Linked DNA regions of Mus musculus: region 2 is linked to region 1. A link is a contact called in public Hi-C data. All regions are on one chromosome and are shown on one strand. The core of a region is the stretch at or near the end of the contact, and the rest is flanking DNA. Distances in the headings are between cores, read along the strand shown.

Evidence for each region. A called contact is a pair of places that touch in the nucleus more often than the background predicts.
Region 2: a contact with region 1 is called in a Hi-C map of B cells, with 5 read pairs. The contact joins the promoter of Rpl12 here to the promoter of Ddx31 in region 1. A contact is called at or near these places in 4 of 484 Hi-C or Micro-C datasets (B cells, CD4 T cells, regulatory T cells and 1 more).

What each region holds. Positions count from the first base shown.
Region 1 is chr2:28,838,664-28,841,948 of GRCm38.p6, reverse strand. It overlaps Ddx31 (DEAD/H box helicase 31), which reads right to left and starts at 1,543. Exons shown (of 20, transcript NM_001033294.3): 1 at 1,089-1,543. The coding sequence starts at 1,097. Gtf3c4 (general transcription factor IIIC, polypeptide 4) reads left to right here and starts at 1,589. Exons shown (of 5, transcript NM_172977.3): 1 at 1,589-2,066. The coding sequence starts at 1,722.
Region 2 is chr2:32,960,182-32,963,466 of GRCm38.p6, reverse strand. Rpl12 (ribosomal protein L12) reads right to left here and starts at 1,755. Exons shown (of 7, transcript NM_009076.3): 1 at 1,628-1,755; 2 at 1,345-1,418; 3 at 795-893; 4 at 401-482. The coding sequence starts at 1,664. It overlaps Lrsam1 (leucine rich repeat and sterile alpha motif containing 1), which reads left to right and starts at 1,826. Exons shown (of 26, transcript NM_199302.3): 1 at 1,826-1,905; 2 at 2,212-2,423. It overlaps Snora65 (small nucleolar RNA, H/ACA box 65), which reads right to left and starts at 166; the gene lies at 49-166.

The DNA.
Region 1 (3,285 bases), core at 294-2,793:
GTAAGCAAGATGCATGTTCCTGCTACAGGGCTGGGCATATGCCACAAGCCTGATTCAATGCTGCTGACCTAAGGCAGCTGTCTACTTCCTCAAAGGAAACACAATTGATTTTATTTCTATTACTGGCACATAGCAACTGCCTCTAAGGACCAGACAATATGCAGTTATTGCAGGTATCCCATTGGAGTCTCATAACAATCTTCTATAAAACAAATTCGTGTTCCTATTTATGGATAGGAGAGACTAACTCCCCCCAAGTCACATAGACTACTGTATTCCAAAGCTGACATCTATACCAGCCCAGGTCTACCCTACAGTAAATCCTATGCCCTCTCCTCCACTATCCGGAGGGTTGTCTGTATTTCTCCTCCCACATAGTTTCAACTATACCAATGGCTTGCTGAAGAGTCCTTACTCATCACCTTCTAAGCTTAATAAGGTCCCTCCTTCCTTCTACCAAGGTGCAACTAGGCAGTGGGTGTGTTAGTCAAAGGAGTTTAAAAGCATTGGTTGACCTGAAACTGGCTGGGCAATTTGTATTTCATTATTATCTTTTGGGTGAGGGGGATGAAGCCTCCTATCACATCTTCCCACTTTCAAGAAGATAAACCAGCAACCCTAAAACCATCTTTTTGCTGTAAGAGTCACTTTTCTCCTCTCGAGGGAACGGATACGTGGATGAAAACGTCCCGTTTAAAAGCTCAAAGAACCGAGTCCAGTCTCCATTCCTAACAGAAGTGACCCTTCCTGCCAGCAGAAGACCTGGCTCCCGACAGTTAAGACCTCATGTCTCAGGCATTATTTTCCAGCTTGGATACACCCAGCCTCCAATCCTTATGCTGACTAGTCCCCCGTCCCGTCCCCCCCTCCCCCCAGCTAGTCTCAAGAACTTGACTAGTTACTACAGCCTGCAATTCTAACCTAAGTTCTCAGACAATCTCAGGAGCCCGCCGGTCTCTTGCTCCCAAGGCGGGGTTCCCCGCTCGTTCACGTGTTTCCGAGAGCAGCCCGGCAGCCCCTCTGGACATCTTAAAGAACTCGACCGGACCTGATCACTGTGGCACCTCCCGGGCTGGGGTTGCACTCACCCGCTTCATCTGGACCTGAGTGCGTCCGAAGCACGTCCTGGAAGGCCGGTCAGGCAAAGTGCTGCAGACAGTAGCCAAAGCCCAAGTGCGGAGCCGCGGAACCAGCAGGGAGCCCAGGTAGCACGTGGAGAGGGAGGATCTTCGCAACTATCGCCGGTCCGCCGCCGCCCCTTCCGGGTCCGGGAGCCGGGACGGCACGCACCGGCGGGAGACAAGAGGCCTCACACGCCTCCGAAACCGGAAGAGGCCGAGCGCCGCCCACCCAGCAGGGTCTCCTTTAGCCACCACGCTGGTCTTCTCAGCTTTTCAGTCACCCACGGAGGCTCACTCTCCCGTGGGCTCTTAGTCGGACCTAGCACCCAGTGTCTAGGAAAGGGACTCTCTGAAGCGCCCACCTTCTCCGCGTGTCTGCAGGCGCGCCTCGGGTCAGCCCTACCGGAGCGCACTTTCCAGACAGGCAGCTCCACGGCCATCTAGCAGGGTGGCGTTGCCTAGCAACGACGGGGTCCTTTCTGGCTCGGTGGCGCTCGGGGCCTGCGGGGAGTGAACGGGCGCGGAGGGCGCTGGGAGAGGCCGGGGCAAGGTGGCGAGCGTTCAGTGTGCCGGTAACCCGACCTCCTCGCTCCTAGTAAGATGAGCGAGGCGGACCAGGCCCTGGTGGGGCCCAAGGCCGACGAGCCCTCGCCGCCCGCAGAGGAGAAGGACGAAGGGGGCGGGAAGGAGGCGGCTGCCGACGCGGCCCCCGGGCCCAGCGCCTCGTTTCGCCTCATGGTGACTCGGCGGGAGCCTGCCGTGAAGCTGCAATACGCGGTGAGCGGGTTAGAGCCGCTCTCCTGGTCTGAGGACCACCGCGTGTCTGTGTCCACGGCTCGCAGCGTCGCCGTGCTGGAGCTTATCTGCGATGTGCACAACCCAGGCCAGGATCTGGTGATCCACCGCACCTCGGTACCCGCACCTCTCAACAGCTGCCTCCTCAAGGTAAGTCGCCTCCACCGCTTCTCCCGCGGACGCGCCACGGATCCCAAGGGAAGCTGGCCTGCACCCGGCTCTAGGATTCCATGTGCATCCAACTCTTAATGAAGGGGCTAGCCTCGCCGCAGCTTTTAAAAAGTCGTGCAAGCGTCTTCACTGTTCCTAGACACCCCCGCCCCCCCAGCCAGGATCCGCTATCCATTCCTTCATTACTGGTGGATGGAACAGTTAGAGCCGTTAGCCCCGGGATTTCTGGAACTCTTGTGACTCCACCCCGCAGCTGACCCAACCCCTGACCTGTCTACCGTTGCTCCTATTGTCTGGGGCCAACTCCCCAGGCCCTGGGCTGGCTTTGTGTTTTCATTCTGTAATGCAAGCGCCCTCCTCTCGCGCCACTTTTGCTTTGAGAAGAAAAACTGATCTATTTCGTTACCTGTTTGACGGTTTCATTGTGAACGGTCCTTGTGTCTCCTTGGGTAGACAGCTCTTAAATCTGGAAGTGTGATGAAAAATAAAACCTCGGAGAGCATCAGGTGCTTAGACTTCCAAGTCCAAGGTCTCTGTAACTCTATAAATTTACTGCCTTCAACTTCATATAACCCAAGTTTGCTCCTGAACTGTAGAGTTTCTAATTTTTGTTGTATTAATGTAACCATTTTCAAACATGGTTTACTTTAGTGAGCGATGTTCCTTTTCATAGTCTATAAATGTAAAAACTTACTTTTATTTTATTTATACCTTCTGTATGTATATGCAGTAGGTAATCTGTCAAAGTGGGTGTGTGTCAAGTGAGTAGGTGCCCAATGGAGTCTGGGATAAATCAGAGTAGAGACAGCCCCTGCCCTCAAGGAGGTTATTTATCCTTTGGCAGGTCATGAACAAATAATGTAGTCTTAATATCATGGTGTGCTATAAAGCTATACACACGTATAACAGTATGCTTATTTGAAAGTAAAGTTTTTCCATACTCTTCTAGACAGCCATTCCAAATCCAGGTGATTAATCACGGGTACCATTTGAGTAGCCTGAGCTCTTTTTAGCACACTTGATTCAAATTTCAAACACACTGTTGATTTGGATAATATGTTTATTTATTTTTTTTTTATTTTATTTGGTTTTTGTTTTTTCGAGAAAGGGTTTCCCTGGCTGTCCTGGAACTCACTCTGTAGACCAGGCTGGCCTTGAACTCAGAAATCCACCTGCCTCTGCCTCCCAACTCAGAAAT
Region 2 (3,285 bases), core at 506-3,005, 4.1 Mb before region 1:
GCTTCCCCTGTCTTCTGAGATCATGGCTCCATTTTACCTATCGCTGGGCTGTTCCCATGCTTTCGGCACAGAGCCATCCACATGTAGGACAGCCCTGTTTCCTAAAAGCTGGGGCTCACTGTCAGCTCACCACTGGATTGCACCAGCCAACAATACTGGTCAGGTGCAGTGGCGGGTGGCTGGGGCACAAGCAAGTCCTCACCAGCAGCCCTAACACGATTTTAGGGATGGAAACAGATAAAGTTAAACCCCTGAGGCACTGTTTCATTTCTGCACCCAGGAAAGGGAACAGACAACAGACGCCTACTGTGATCTCATTCCACCCCTAGGTCCCAAGAAAGGGGTCGACACAGCTGAGTAGCACACTGCAGCGGAAACCCAGGGAGTGGGGCCGACTCACTGTTCTTCTGCTTCTTCCTGTCTCTCGGTGGCTCCTTGAGGGCTTTGATGATCAGGGCTGAGGCAGAAGGCACCACCTCGATCTGCAAAGAGACTTGATGTGAACACAGCCCAGAAAACCAACCACCACCAGACACGCTAAAGGGCCCCGAAAAAACAGCTCGGCTAGCTAAGGTGCTTCCTGCTGGCCTCACCTCCAGAGTTGAATCCCTAGCATGGCGGACTCCTGCACCCTGGCACCTACTACTGACTTACAGTGAACCCTGTCGTATAGCCCTCCCACAAGGATAAAATCCGATTCACCGGGACAGGGAAATCTTTGCCAAGACCCATGATTCCTGAGGGCTGCTATCTCAACCCTTCCCTCAACCCCCCACAGCAAGCAATGTAAATACCTGGGCCTGTCTGTTCTGGATGGTCAGTTTCACTGTAATTCTGAGACCCTTCCAGTCACCGGTAGCCTTGGCAATGTCATCGCCAACTTTCTTCGGAGACTGTAGAAATAATAGCATTCGTTACCATGTGCCCAAAGTTGAAGCCAGGACCTTCAAGCTCACCGCCAGCCCTCCTCACCGTCCCACAGGAGCCTGCCCACAATGGCTCCACATCCTTCTTCACTAAGACAACTCTGCAGTAAGGGCTAACAAAGCAAAACACTTTCTGCTGCAATGGGGAACCCTCGGAGCTTTAAACACTAGGTTCCCGTGCGTTACCCACGGAGGCTAGTGGATTTAAGCAAGTCCAATGGCTGCCTCAACCGGGCTGTGGCACGAGCCTCCGTGCACGTGTTATCTCAGTTTTCCTTTGCGTCCCAAGTCCCAGCACCCACATCCCGGCCTGCACCAGGGACATGGTGGCCTCTTCTGCCCTCCACGGGGACAGAACACATCTACAGGCCAAACAGCATGCACGTTAGAGGTCTACGGCTCGGGAGCGACGACTTACCAGACCCAGAGGACCGATCTTCGGGGCCAAGGCGGATGTGGCGCCGACCTCGCCTCCGGTGCACCTCAGGTACACTGAAGAAAAAGCAAAATCAGAACCTCTGCGGCGCAGGCCGCCCTGCGCGCTGCCGTCGGGCTTCAGATGTCCCGGGCCAGGCCTTACCCTAAGGCGCACGGGCCGCCAGAGCGTCGGGCTCCCTCCCCTCTTACACACGTGGCAGCCAAGGCCCAAGGGAGACCCGCCAGGCCCCGGGACAGCACCCGGGCGCGGCGAGGGCACGCACCGACTTTGACCTCGTTGGGGTCGAACTTGGGCGGCATGGTGGAGGCGGCTGGTGTCGGATGAACCCGGATTCGGGACGACCGAAGAAAGTTGCACCGTTGCCTCCTCCGAGCCGAAAGCCGAAAAGACGGATCCTGCTCCGCCCACGCCGGATATAGGCGGAAAAGCTCAGCTCTCGCGAGAACCGCTGGCCCCACCCAGTCTCTGGGCGACACCCTGGTCGCCCTGTTTCTTATGGGCAGGCGTCTGCGGCAGAGGACTGCAGAGCTTGGTCTGTGGGTGAGCTCGGGATTCGGAAGGGGTAAATGTTCGGAGCACCTTGCCTGGGCAACAGAGTAGGGCTGCACCAGAGGTCCTGGTTCCTGGTCCACGTTCCCTTCTCTTGACGGTGACTCTGGAGCCCCTGGGACCCAGCCCAGGGCCCCGCCCCTCCCCTAAGGGATCTGCACCTGACTTGAGCGACCCTAGTACCAGTGCCACCCTAGTACCCTCCTAACCTGTTTGCGGTATGTGCATGTTAGTTACAGAAACAAACTATTCGAGTCTAATCACGAGTCTTTAATTCTGCAATTCCTTGGTTTCTAGAATCTCGAGACTTTGTCATCCTGAGTTGCGTGTCTTTCTGAAATTTAAAGTTTCGGTGCTCACTTCTATGTTTGAAGGAGACCGGACACCAGCTCAGCTTTTGGGGGCCAATGGTTTGTATCTGTGGCCAAGTCTTCGGAGTGACTGGCCTACCTTGAGGTCCACCCAAGAATCGGAACATCGGTGGAGGACCTCCCCATCCACAGAGCCAGGTTAGCCGCTGGCCAGCCCTGCCAGGGAAGGATGGGTGTGGTTCTTCCCAGCCAAGCTGGACCATCAGGAAAGTTCAAACCAGAACTGAACGAGCCCTGCTGAGAACGGTGAGGGAGGGGGAATTGGCAGAGATAGTCATTGAAGAAGGTATTTGGAAATGTAGATCTGGAGGATGGGGGCGAGGGAGGCTAGTCATTAGTGAGCCATCTGTAAGGGATTTAAGTCGTGGCCATCAGATAGGGATGGAGGGAGCTGTCTCTCAGGAGTGCTGCAATTGAGTGCGGAGAGTCCTGAGCAGGCCCTGCAGGCCCAGCAACCTCCTCTGACAGCCCACGCCCACAAATGGAGACCTGAAATCCCTCAGGACCACATGTGTCCTCTACTGCAAGGCTCCTCCAGCCCTCTTCTCCTTAGCAACTGTAATAGTACCTGAGTGCATTTGTCATGTGTGTGGTACCCTGTGGCAGAGTCTATGGCATAGACCTGACATACATGAAGTCACTGACCCCACAGAGGCCAGCATTGGCAACATTGCTCCATATTACAAATGAGGAAACCGGCTCCGACCAGTGACACAAAGTGACACAGCTAATGTCTTAGGTGTCAGAGCCCATGCCGTGAGTTACACACTTCCTCCAAATGATTATGTCCTTCCTATTGCTGGCCCTTAGACAGCACTGGAAGTTGCAGCCAGCTATGGGCAGCCAGCTACTGAATTCAGGACACAATGATTAACTTGGCTAAACTGGGAGGTCCAAGGAGCCGTGCAAGCGGCACAGGATCAGGACTTGAAAGGCAAGTGTCCCAGCCTGGTGTTTCTACAACCCAGGTCATATCACCAGATGAATGACCTTACTCAGC